2 separate regions of the Mus musculus genome follow, and region 1 is linked to region 2. Evidence: chromatin contacts called from public ChIA-PET data. All regions are on one chromosome and are shown on one strand. The core of a region is the stretch at or near the end of the contact, and the rest is flanking DNA. Distances in the headings are between cores, read along the strand shown.

Region 1 (6,448 bases), core at 1,966-4,465, 270 kb after region 2:
AACAAACTGCTTTCTCCTGGACTGGCTCCACTTCCTGTTAGCAGTTTTCCTCACCATGTATCCCATGGCTCTGGCATCATGAACATCTTTGGGTCTCCAAGGCAATTTCAATGTTACAGCTTCTTGTTTCAATGTCTGGGATTCCACGTGATCTTTTGGGCTCCTCCTAACGGCTGGCATCACTTCTCTAGCTCTGCCCTCCGTAGCACTCTAAGCTCAGGTTGATCCACTCCACTATGGCTGCTGTTCTTGGTGATCACCCCACAGTACTGACATCTCCAATAAACTGGGGTGTTCTACTCCAACTAGGCTTCACCAGTAGCCTCTCATAGGCTCTCTTCATGGGGCCAAGCCTCAAATCCTTTGCATGACCCCTTCAGTCCTGGGCCATCAACTACAGCTGAGGCTACACCTTCTCCAATGGCCTTCTATGACCTCTCACAATGCCAAGCCTCAGCTGTACTTCATGACACTTTCATGCCTTCAAAACCAGTACCACCTGGGTGACTCTTACACATTCCCAAGTCCAGCTGCAGCATGAGGTACAACCTTGGGTATCTCTGGAACACAGCTTCTTTGTGCTCCCAGAAAACAGTTCCCAGAATATTTCACCTCAGTGATGCTGGTCTCTTCTTAATCATTGCTAATTTCTTAGCTCCAGCTGACCAGCATCAATTGTACCAGTAGTTCCTTCCATTCTTAACTCTAGAACCAGAGCCACATGGCTGAAGCTGCCAAGTTCTGCTGCTTGCAGGAACTAGAACATGACCCCCTTGTACTATCACATTATCACTGGCTTTATGTTTTCCAAATCTTTCACTGCCTAAGCTTGGCTATCCTGGATCTTGCTTTGTAGATTGACTTTGAACACAGAGATCAGCATGCCTGTCTCCCGGGATTAAAGGTGTATACCACCATACCTGGATCTAAATTTAGCTGGGTAGGATCTTGCCCCAAGGTCCCACTCCCTTAATCTGTTATTTCTTAGAACACAGGATTTTGCTCCATTTCACTTCCTGGTACCACTTTACTACTCAAACCATATATTTTATATTTCTCCTTTCTAAGCTTGCTATGCTTGTTCAAACTTCTCTTCATAAGACAACCAGAGAACAACATCTCTGCTGGGCTTTTTTGAAACTTCCTTTGTCAATGTACTTAATATGAGTCTCTTCACCTTAGCCTCAGGCAGACTTTTCAGACAAGGGCAAAATGTAGCCACATTCTTCACCAAAATACCACAAAACCAGTCTTTATGCCACATTCTGAAATTCTTCTCCTTTGAAATCTCTTGGGTCAGGTCAACACAGTTCAAATTACTCCCAGAAACAAAGTCTTACATATTCCTACTAGGATGACCCATTAAGCCCCATTTGAAGCATTCCACTGTGTTCCAAATCCAAAGTCCCCAAATCCACATTCTTTCAAGTAAAAGTATGGTCAGGCCTATCACAGCAATAACCCACTTTTGGTACCAACTTCTGTCTCAGGGTTTTACTGGTGTGAACAAACACCATGACCAAGGCAAGTCTTATAAAAAACATTTAATTGGGGCTGGCTTACAGGTTCATTAAGGTGGGAGCATGGCAGCATCCAGGCAGCATGGTGCAGGCAGAGCTGAGAGTTCTACGTCTTCATCCAAAGGCTGCTAGTGGAAGACTGACTTCCAGGCCCCTAAGGAGAGAGTATTAAGCCCATAGCCACAGTGACACATATACTCCAACCAGGTCACACCTATTCCAACAAGGCCACACTTCTAAATGGTGCCACTCCCTGGTCCAAGAATATACAAACCATGACAAGGACAAATCTTTTTATTGGTCTTTTATATCCTAAATCATTCCCCTCCCTTGTTGTCTCTTACCAATCCCTTGGTAAGTTCAGAACTTGCCCAACTCCATTCCAGAGACAAAGTAATACAAATGTCATTTGTAGTTAGCCAATTTCTCCATATTGTTGCCAGCCTTTGGTATTGTCTCTTTTCTTTGCCTATTTTATACAGTGTGCTGTGGTCCCTCATGTTTGTTTAATCTGTTTTCCTCATACTCAATAGTACTTAATTGTTAATGTTCCCATGTGTCTGTTTTCTAAAATAAAATGCTTGTCTTCTGCCCAATTCTACATGGTTTGTTACCTTAAGATCTTGAGAAGTTCTTTATATACGCTGGATACTAGTCTCCACAGAGAATGTGTCTGAAAATATTATTCTTAGTTTTTCCTTCCTGTTTTCTTTTCAGGGGCCTTTCATATGACAAAGGGGTTTAACTAAAAAAATCTAATTGATCAAGTACTTTATTCTTTTAGATGGTTTATTCTTATTTCTTTTTCCAAGTTCATGGAACTTTTTTCTACCCCTTAAATTATGCAACTGAGTTCATTGAAATGTAACTTTTGTTGAACATTTTACTTCTTTGTGCATATTTTTACTTATTTGTTTTGAGAGTATTCACAATGATTTATTAAAGTGTTTGTATGATGCTTATTTCTTTTTTAATTAGATTATTGTAGCATCTGCATCTTCCAATAGTCCTTAAACTCTGTCCTGCCTGGCTTCCTCTGACACCTCTCAGGGGCTGGACGGTGGCTGCTGCCTTATTCCTAGTCTGTGGATATCTGAGGTCAGGGGAGCCATTCCTTGGTCCTTGGTAGATGTGAAAATCACAGCTCTTCCTTGTATGTACGGTGACAAGAGAGCATAGATGTGACCATTCTCAGCTTTTTATGTGGGATCTGAGGATGTGAACTCAAGTCCTTATGCTTGTACAACATGAAGCATTTTACCATCTGAATGATCTATCTCCAGCCCTGAAAGTTTTTTCTTAATACACATTAGTTATTATATCTTAGTGGCCTTTTATAACTCAGTTGCTGGTATAGAATTGAGGCCACCATTATCTGCCTCAGTTAGGCTCCATTTTCTGAGTTTCATGTTGGAACCTTCTATTCCTGAATCATGGTAGGCCCATAGAAGGGGGTGAGGATGAAGGAGGAAGTTGCCTATTGTGTAGGAGGAAAACCTGCAGCATGATTGAGATGTTTGCTTCACAGACATCTTTGTTATTGATCTTCACACTCAAGCCCAGGAACTCCGTGTTCCTAACTTATATTTGTTTAAATCTTGTAACAGGAAATTTTAAAACCACATCAGACAAAGTGTATTGCTGGCCAAGTCCTATAGAGAAGTCACCTACAAATATAGTTTAAAGAAGTGGGTGGGGAATAGCAGGATCAGATAAAGAAGAAACAAAAGAGCTTCATACATACCAGTGGTAAAACCTTGAAATAGAAAAGACCCAACAGATCTCTTAGAATGCAGGGGGCAGAGCTCTGGGTAGGAAAGCATAAATGGATGTAATATAAATCTGCTGCTGTTAATTCATGAGCTTAGGGAAGTCACTTGCACATGTGTGTGTGGGGGGGGGGTGTGGGGGGGTGTGGGTGTGTGGGGGTGTGTGGGTGTGTGGGTGTGTGTGGGGGGGTGTGTGGGTGTGTGTGTGAGAGAGAGACAGACAGAGAGACAGACAGACAGAGAGAGAGACATTGCTTACCTTCTTTTTTCACTGATTTATTTCTAGTTCTTTAAAGTAAAAGGTTAATTATTGACTAATTTTGTTTTTTTTAAATCTGGATAAAAATATCTGTGTATTTTGAAGAATACATTGCTGAGAAGGGTTTCTTCATAGTTCATAAGTTTGTGTATGTGGTGTGTTTATTTTCATACATTTCAAAGAACTTTATACATTATCTCATGATTTTTCTTGACTCATTGGTTACTTATAACTGTGTCATTTAGCTTCTTCATGTTTTTGTTTTTACATCCCATGCTAGTGTAGATTTAAAATATTAACTCATTTTTGTTAGAGAACACACTTAGTCATTGTAAACTGATTAAGGTTTAACTTATTTTGACCTAACATATCTGTAATTTGGAGAATTTTCTATATTCCCTAGGGAAGAATCTACATTTTTTTTTAACTAAAACATTCTATAGATGTCTGGTAGATATAGTTCTATGATTATTGAGTAATCTGTTTTCTTTTTCACATTTTGTATCATTCTTTCCTCTCCTGAAAGAGGTTCTGGAATTACCCAGCCATTGCTGTTAAGCTGTCTTCTCTCTTCAATTAGGTCAGCTTTTCTTTCAGAAAATTTAGCTAGATTTCAGATGGTCTTATGTTTAAATTATGCTTTTCTGGTAGTATGAGTTTGTTGGTTTTTTAAGAATCACTTTTGACCCTATCAATACTTTTCTTGAAGCCAGTTTCATCACATGGAAACATTTCATCCCATCATTCTTCTGATCACTAATTTAATAAAACCACTTTTCTTCATACTAACCATTATGCTTTTTAGTAAAACTGTTTTCCTAGAACACTGAATTTAACTGGATCAAGTTTCTTATCAATTTAGCTATTCTGTGATTTTTTGATTGAACTGATTAATACATTTATTTATATTTAATAGAATGTCAGAATTTTGGACAGGTTAGATTTGCGATTTTGTTATTTGTTTTCCATGTTTTATCTGTGGTTCCTTTGTGTTCGTTAACTGCCACTTTTAGATTGAAATAGATTTTTATTTTTTATCATACAACTTCAACTTACTATACTTAGAAGTGATTTTCATCTATCCTTTCAATGTTTGAGAATTATGATTAATCTTAATTCAGATTAGTAAAAACTTAATTTCAATTGTTCTACTCCTTCTTCCTTCCTTTGTGCAATTGCCATAAAGATGACCTTTTTTGGCATGTATATGCACATGGTATATTTATTCAAATGTGTCTGGATAGACAGATAAATGTGTGAGTGTACATGCACATGTATGAACATGAATATGGATGCTAAAGGTTGATGCTGGGGTCTTCCTTGACCATATTTTACTGTATTAACTGAGACAAACTCTTTCACTGACTCAGAACTCACTGGTCTATGTTAGCTAGCCAGCTTACTATAGATCTCCTGTGTATGCATGTTGAGTTCTGTGATCATAGGTAGATCATTATGACCAAACAACTTTTTTGATAAATGTTATTGGTTGATGACTTTGTACATGTACATAGTACATTCTGATTACTCTCAGCCCAATCCCTCCCATCCCGGCCAGCTCTCAGTCCTCCAGAAGTATCCCTTCCTCGGATTCATGTTTCCTTTTGTGGTTCATTGAGTTTAACTAGTACTCTTGGTGTGATAGTGATTTTTAAACTATCCATCCAAGTCTAGTGGGTTCATTAGTGTATATACAGCTCAAGATAATGGCTCTGCCACTCCCAGACTACATCAGTATCCCATAGTTTAGTAGGGAGTGATAAGCCCTGTGAATCCCTCTCTGAACCATTAATAACTGCTGATATGTCAAGTCCTATGTAGGTCTTATGTAGGCAATCATAGTTACTGTTAGGTCATGATTATAATGCATGTGTCATGCAAAACAGATATAATTTTGCAGTCCTCATTTTTATCTTTTAGAGCTTATATTCTTTCTACTCCATCTGTCATGTTCCTTGAAACTCAACTATCACTTATTCTCAGTACTTTGGCCAAACACAAGTCTTTTCATCTACTGATGTTCATTATGAAGAAAAGATTCTCTGATTCAGAGTGAAGTAGCATTTGTTTATGAGCATAAACATGGAGAAATGGGCAGCCTCATATAGTGTGTGTGTGTGCGTGTGTGTGTGTGTGTGAGACAGAGAGAGACAGAGAGAGACAGACAGGGGCTGTGAATTGTTACAACTTTGGAAATCATTGTGGAGACTACTCAAAGCAACAACAACAACCCTAGAGACAGAACTGATCAGAACTAATATATGATCCAGCTGTTCTACCTATAGCCATGTATCCAACGGACCCTGTCTCCTACTAGGGAGAAAGCTTCTCGTCTCTTATTTATGGCTGCTCTGTTTACCATAGCCAGGAAATTGGACCAGCACAGATTTCCATCAACTATGGAGTGGTTAATGAATAATTTGGTGGTAAATGGATGGAACTGAAAAAGTTTATACCAAGGTAAACCAGACTAGGAAGATAAGTGCCACATTCTTTCTCATGGGACATTAGAGTCTTTCTCATATAATTAGAGTCTAGTTTAGACTCTAATTTTGTGTGTTCAATTTGTAGCACCCCTAGAAGCTAGGAAAATAGAATGGGGCCATTTACATGGCTATGTATTAAGGAACTGGGGATAATGTATTATATAAAATGTAAGTGGGATGAGAACACTGGGGTTGGGAAGGTTTAAGTATACGTGATGGTAAGAGAGTTGAAGGACATGAAATAAGGATGTACGAAAAAGTCATATGGAAAACAACTACTTTGTAAGCCATATTTAAAAGACTAAGTTTAAAAAAGTGTTAGAAGGGGAAATACACTGCCTAGCAGGATAAAGCTGTTCCTAGAAACCATGTATTGCTAAACAAAAATCCCAGCTCCAAGTATGTAACCTTTTC
Region 2 (7,073 bases), core at 2,833-5,332:
ACAGACGTAGGCCCTCTATAGCAGTTATGTAGCTTGGTCTTCGTGTGGGACTCCTAACAGCAGGAGTAGGGGCTGTCTCTGATTCTGTTGCCTGCCTTTCTGCTAACTGGGCTTCCTCTCTAGCCTCAAAAGAAGATGAGTCTAGTCGTATTGGAAGCCAAGGTGGGTTGATAGCCATGAGAGGCCATCCCTTTTCTGAACAGAGAGGGAAGAAGAGTTGATGGGGGGAGAAGGGAGGTTGATGGGGTAGGGAGGGCTGGGAGAAGAGGAGGGAGGGGAAACTGTAGTCAGGATATAAAATGAATAAATACATGAAAAAAAAAAAGGATCTCTTCTGAACCTCTGGCCTTTAAAACTGCAATAGAGATTTATGTTGCTGTTGTTTAAGCTTCTTTGAATATTTTAAGATTTATTTATTTTACTTTCATGTGTATGAATGTTTGCCTGCTTGTATGCATGTGCATCATGTGCATACCTGGTGCCTACAGTGGTCATAATAGGGCACTGGGTCCCCTGGAACTTAGGGATGGTTGCTAGCAACTGTAAGGTGTTGGGAACCACACCTCGGTCCTCTGCAAGAACAAGCAGACCTCTTAGCTGCTGAGTCATCTCTCCACCCCTCAGTAGGATTTTGTTTTTAAGAATAGCACTAGTATACAACTATTTTATTTTTCTGCTGTGATTTCCCTTTTGAAGACAGTCTCTGTATGTAGTCCTGGCTGGCCTGGAACTCCCTATGCAGACTAGGCTGGCCGCTAACTCACAGAGATCTTCCTGCTTCTGCTGCTCACGAGCTGAGGGCTTATAATATGGCTTTGCATATCACCCAAATGTTAGCAATAACTGCATCTAAACAACACTGATGAAAGGGAACACGGTGACCATGAAGCAACTGGGTGCCAGGTCTCTCCTGTGCTGTCCTTCATGACAGACATGCTCTTTTTCACTAGCCAGGAAAATAGCAAAATTAAATTTTCATTTCCTTTAAGAAGTAGTGAATTCCATTGACTGTGAGAAGATGCTTTGAACAGCTGTCACCTATGGGTGGCAGCAGTGTCACTCAGAGGTTATGGTCTAGTGAAGACTGGCTGCTTTTTCATTTTCATCTCCATGTTGCAATAGTGGAAGAACACAAGTGGCACATTTGCTAGCACTGATATTCATGAATAACCTTACCAGTAATGCTGTCGTTCCTAGACCCATTTTGTATATGAAGAAATGCTTTGACTGGGACTACTAAGTTTATCATGGTTCAGGCTTATATATAATAGGATAATCTGAAATATTTTTGGTATGTGCTCTAGAACCAGTTTTTACATGATATTGCCCAGACAAACATGGCCAACAAGATTTAGACAGTGTAACATAAACTATTAACTAGTTCTGGAAGGTTTCAGATAAAAAGAATGGACACTCACCCTAGCTAACTAATAGTCTATAATATTAGTAACTAATAATAGAACTAATTAATAGTTTATGTTATACTGACTAAGTCTTGTTGGCAATATTTGTCTGTGCTTAGACTTATGATTATTTATTGATGTAGTTAAAGTTGATTTTATAAAACAATATCAGGGTATATTTACTCTAGCAACATCTAGAAAAGATGTACAAGATTTTATCATGCTATTCAGAACAACCCACAATTGAAACCTTCGAAATCACATATTCTAGAACTGTCTATTTAGTATTTTCAGACCATGGTTGAAGATATTAATTGAAACCATGTGCCATTGGGGCTCTGTTCCTTTCCAATCATATGACTCTTCACTGTCCTTACTTCCCTTAAGCTGCAGCATCCTCCTTAAGGTTCCTTCTTGGAGTTTTTCTCTCTTTGTTCTCTGCCTTGGACAGTTCCCCCAGGTGGACAGACATATGTCTTTTGTATATGAGCCTGCTGGATGTCGTCTTCCCAGGGATGCTGAACCTGGCCTCCTGTGCACACTACAGTCTGTGAGGAAACAGTAACAGAATTTCATGTGATGGAGTCTTCCTTGAAATAGAGACATTGAAAGAGCTAGAAATAGAAAGAGTAAGGGTCACACTTGACAAGAATCAATAACAACAACAAAATTATTGTTCCCTATAGATTCAGTTTCATAAGAATAGACTTGGTTAGGACTGAAGGGATCATAATGTTAATGAAAGGAAGGATCATAGTGATTATGAAAAAAGTAAACAAACCCATATCACTATGTGACATGTGGTGCCACATACCACCATTATCCAACATTGGAGACAGAGGCAGAAGAGTCATGGGCTCAAGGCTATTCTTGGCTAAATATTGAGTTTGAAGCTTCAATGTTCAATATTATACCATGTTCTATCTATCTCTATACCTGTATATCTCTCTATGTATCTATCTTTGTATCTGCTTATCTATCATTCACCATCTCTATATGTATCTATATATTTATCTCCTATTTAACTATAATTAACTAACTAAATGTACTTCAGCCTAGTAACAAAATAAGAAAATAAAAATGAGCATTTTAATGAATTCAGCAAAAGCTTGTGCAAAATTGAACATAAACCTACAGCAACAACTTTCAACATGTTAGGAATTAAAGGAAGTTCTTTCAACCTGACAAGCAGTATCTATGATTAACCAAAACAAGAAGCCAACTACAGAGAGCATGAATGTTTTCTGCCGAGAGAGAGAGAGAGAGAGAGAGAGAGAGAGAGAGAGAGAGAAGCTGCCAGATAATTTTTTTATCTTTTTATTCTTATTCAGAGACCGGAGGAGGGAGTTTTCATTACACTAAACCCAATGTATTTTTGGTACATAGGTAAAGCTTTTGGTATTGTAACCCCAAAAATCTTTGCTTAAGTCAAGCTCTCATTCAGAAATTTATTTTCTAACCTTTATAGTAGATTTAAGTTTTTAGGCTTCATGTTTGTGTTTGTGATCCATTTTGATTCAGTTGTACACTGCATGAGGTTTGCGCTTATAACCTTGGGATGCTTCACTATGGGAAGCAATTGTCTTAGCATCCTATGCAGAAAAGATTGTGACCTTTCTCTACCTAAGAACTGTCCACTCGGCCACTTTACAGTGCACATGCATACACACCTAATAAAATGTATACACCTTATAAACACTCATTTTAAAAAACGATCCAAAAATTGAACAAAAATGGCACATGCTTAGTAAATACATACATTAAACCTGCTCAATGTTACTAAGCATAGGGTGAAATAGAGAAAAGCAATTAGGATTTTTTGAAAAAGGAGATTACTTTGACTATAAGCCCTGGTCCTCCTATTCAGAAGGGAATTGACTGTATTTACTTAAAAGACCTGCCTGTGTTTACAGCAGCTTTGTGAGTTAAACCTTGCATTTTGCAAAAACTCAGATTTCCCTGAGCTTGTGACAGAGCAAACCAAAATTACTTAGGTCTAGGGAAAAGGATTGAAAAGGGAAAACTGGATGTCATGCTTGCACCTGCCCATATCTTCTACTGATTAGATTTTCCTCAGCTTTCTGTTTCCAGAGGTCCCCAAACTAGGATTAGCTGGTCATCTCACATTATCCTTAAAGCATTTCTCTGCCATTTCAATTGTCCTTGGGCCAGCAAGACAGCTCTGTGGGTAAAGGTGCTTGCTATTTAAGCCTGGTGACCTGAGTTCAGTCCCTGGGATCCACACAAAAGTGAAAACAGAGAAACAACTGCATATAGTTGTCCTCTCACTTCTAAATGTGGGCCAGGCACATATGTGACCTCACTATCACCATCACCATCCCCATCCAAATCAAAACGATAACAAAAACTCACCCACCCCTGAAGTGGAAATTCCCAGTTTCTTTGGAAAGTTAGTGTATCAAATGATGTTTTTCTGGGACAGTTGAAAGGATGTATTGCTAAAGCAAACAGGGGAAAGAATGTTCTCCAGAAGCAGACACAGGTGAAAGGATGTTTTGATTTAGTGAACATGTGAAAAGACCTGGGATGAAGGAGTATAAATATGAGCCCACAGACAGTGGGAGATGAGCACTGAGCATTGGTTCAGTTTGCTCTGCCTGGCTCTTCTTCACTAAAGACATGCATGCATTGGTTCACCTTATGTAGAGTTGTTGACTTCAACTTGTGGTAACACTGCCATTGAGAGATGCTCACCCAAGAACTGCTGATGAGGTTCCTGCAGTAGCTTGCTGCTCCTGTGGCCTCACCTCAGGCCAGTTAGTGAGCCTGGCTGTTTCTTCAGGATTGAACTGCAGCTGCCTGGTGTCTGCTTGCTGACAGGACTGAACATTTGCTGCTAGTTCATGCCTGGTGTCTGCCTGCCTAGAGAATTGGTCTGCAGCTGCTGAATCTCATTTGAAGTTTGCTACAGGACTGAACTGCTGAGAACGAAGATCAAGCTTGCCCCCAAAGAACTACTGCTGAACAGGTCCACTTCCCCCATATTCTAATATCTTTTCTTTTTTACTACCTCTGCTGGGTGGTGGGCTAGAGGAGAGGTTGATAACTTATTAAAAGTAGGTTGCAAAAAAAATGTATGCTTTCACATCCCCTTGCACCTTAGTTAGAGAATCTGACCACAGAGCCGCGGTTTTCTGCTGGGAAATTCTAACTGCCAGCATCCTGTTCTCATTCTGCTCACACTTTACCAACCAGTTTCCTGTTAGTTTTTCCTGGCCTGTTTGCAACACTGTCTTTCTTTTAGGGTGTGAGATGCATCCTGTGCAATCCCAGCTCATGCCTCACATCTCTCCTGCCCTGGAATCTCCTGTTGTATCCAGCTGTGTTGGTATGTGACACACAGCTGTGGAGTGCACTGTGCATGGCTCTCAGATGCATTGCTACTGCAGGGATCTAGCCCATGGTGTTCTTAAAAAGCAAGTGTATAAGAGCAGAAAGAGAAGGATGCCATGGGCTGGGTTACACAGGGAAGGAGTGTCTACAGAAGGACATGAGGTACTGGGGTGGGTTCTGGGTCTATACTTCAATATGAATGCGATTATACATATTCTCAAAATTCATGGAAATATAGAAGAAATTAGCTAATTTTACTGAATAAAAAAGTCTCTAGTTGGGCATGGTGGTTCATGCGTTTCAAACCAGAACTCAAGAGGCAGAAGAAGGTGGATCTCTGAGTTCAGGCTAGCCTGGTCTATGAATTGAATTCCAGGATAGCCACAGCTACACAGAAAAAGCCTGTCTCAAAAAACCAAGTGGGGTGGGGGGTGGGGGGGATCCAGCTGACTTTCACTACTGCATTTGCTAATTTTCAACCAAATTCCAAGATGGCAGTGAGCCTCAGCTAAAAGTGAGGAAAAGCTGAGATACAAGACTCAAAGCTTAAACTGTTAAGGGAGGAGACACAGAATCAAAGCTTACGCTATTAAAGCAGGAGACAAAATAGGTCAAGCAGAATTAGAAGTAGAGGCCCCAAAGGTGGACAGTTCTGATTCTCATTGAAACAAGAAATGTCTTGGTTCTGTCCTGGTCAACAGGAGCTCTGGTTTCTTACCTCCTAAGTGAGCTCCCTGCCTGGATGCTGTGCCTGAGGGTGAGACTGACACTAAGCATGTCTGCCCAACAGCTTCAACACTGGATCCCTAGATTTTCCAGGCAAGAAATACATGATAACATTTCCTCAGTTTTAGGCCATAACTCCAAAAATTTGGGGATGTTTTCATCAGGAAATGTTACAGTAGTCTTTGAGGCCACTGAAGAATCACTCAGCCTGGGCCCACTGCAAAAGAAAGCTTCTCAGACCAAGGTGGAAGCCAGCATTAATCTATGGGTATAAACGTGGATATTTAGACAATGTGGCTGGTTATCTAAAACAATAATAGTGGCTTCCTCCTTAGGGCCTGTCTTAGGGTTTCATTTCTGTGAAGAGACCAAGGTGACTCTTATAAAGGAAAACATTTAATTAGGGCTGGCCTACAGCCTTAGTTCATTATTGCCATGGCAGAAGACATGGTGGCATAAAGGCAGACATGGTGCTGGAGGACAAGTTGAGAGTTCTACATCTTGATCTACAGGTGACAGTAGGAGACTGAGTACCACATTGGGTGCAGCCTGAGCATATGAGACCACAAATCCTATCCCCAAAGTGGCACACTTTCTCCAGCAAGGCCACACCTCCTTATAGTGCCACTTTGTTTATGTTAAGCATTCAAACACGTGATCCATGGGGGCCATTCCTACTCAAACCACCTCAAGGCCTATGGCCTTTATAGCCATGGGTTAAAACCCTTTAACAACACAAGGCATGATTTTTCTTTTTTGGAGTAGGGCTCCTCAAATCCAATAGTTGTTTAACCCCATAATCGTTATAGCAGCATTAAGGCTATGATCATCTTGTGTGGGTAACTGATGTTGTAGGGCCAGACCATTGATGGCTTTTTCATCAGTAGCCTGTGATTATCATATTTCTGCCTTATGAAAGCTTACCTGTAGCTTGGAGGTTTCCTGGTCAATTCTAGAATGTTTTCCTTTTGTCCTGAAAATATGTGGTGTCATGTGGTATCTTCAGCAATAGGAGCTTGCCATATCACAATGGTAGACAATCAATCAAGACCAATGGTGACAGGCTGTGTAGTTATGGAGACTTCTGGGTATGCCTTACATGCCTGGAAATGAAATACTGATTTAATAACCCATGTCTTCTGGGAGTAGCATTGTCTATCCATGCAGGATAAGTCAGTTCAAACTAATTTTAAAAATATCAATTTTAAATTAGCTTGCAAATGATTGGTTTTCCATAAGGCTTTCACATATACTTAGTTTTATTAACCCACTCTCTACTTCTTTTTATTCCCATCGCCTTACTCGAATCCCTCTTTAAAATTAATATATTTTTTCAGTTTAGTTACTACATTTTTTATTCCAGAAATTCTGTTTGGTATTATTTTCAGTTTCTACATCTTCATTGGTACAATGTATCCATTGCATTCCTATAGTTGTTCTCTGTGGTGTTCATGAACATGTTTATGACAAGTTTTAAAACTCCTTTGTGAAGGGAATAGAGATGGTCAGTCACCTGCTATGTGAGCAGTGAGATCAGACTTCAGATTGCCAGCACCTGGGCAAAGGCCTGGTAGGTATGGTAACCCACCT

Evidence for each region. ChIA-PET counts read pairs in DNA pulled down with a chosen protein or histone mark.
Region 1: an RNA polymerase II ChIA-PET map of memory CD8 T cells shows a contact between it and region 2, with 3 times the contacts expected there. The contact joins two enhancer-like sites. A contact is called at or near these places in 9 of 39 promoter capture datasets (the C10 cell line, the HPC-7 cell line, cranial neural crest and 6 more), 1 of 15 datasets of contacts at CTCF or cohesin (large pre-B cells), 2 of 484 Hi-C or Micro-C datasets (the Ba/F3 cell line and CD4 T cells), 2 of 115 datasets of contacts at active chromatin or transcription factors (large pre-B cells and memory CD8 T cells) and 1 of 9 other capture datasets (adipose tissue).

The regions. Positions count from the first base shown.
Region 1 is chr6:129,301,261-129,307,708 of GRCm38.p6, forward strand. No RefSeq gene overlaps it. Among named protein-coding and RNA genes, the nearest start is that of Clec2m, 27 kb to the right of the region's middle. Within about 2 kb of position 3,216, at least 7 of the 459 cell types and tissues checked have an H3K27ac peak or open chromatin away from gene starts, as enhancers often do. A contact at or near this core is called in memory CD8 T cells, where this site is marked.
Region 2 is chr6:129,032,534-129,039,606 of GRCm38.p6, forward strand. No RefSeq gene overlaps it. Among named protein-coding and RNA genes, the nearest start is that of Klrb1f, 9.8 kb to the right of the region's middle. Within about 2 kb of position 4,083, at least 74 of the 459 cell types and tissues checked have an H3K27ac peak or open chromatin away from gene starts, as enhancers often do. A contact at or near this core is called in memory CD8 T cells, where this site is marked.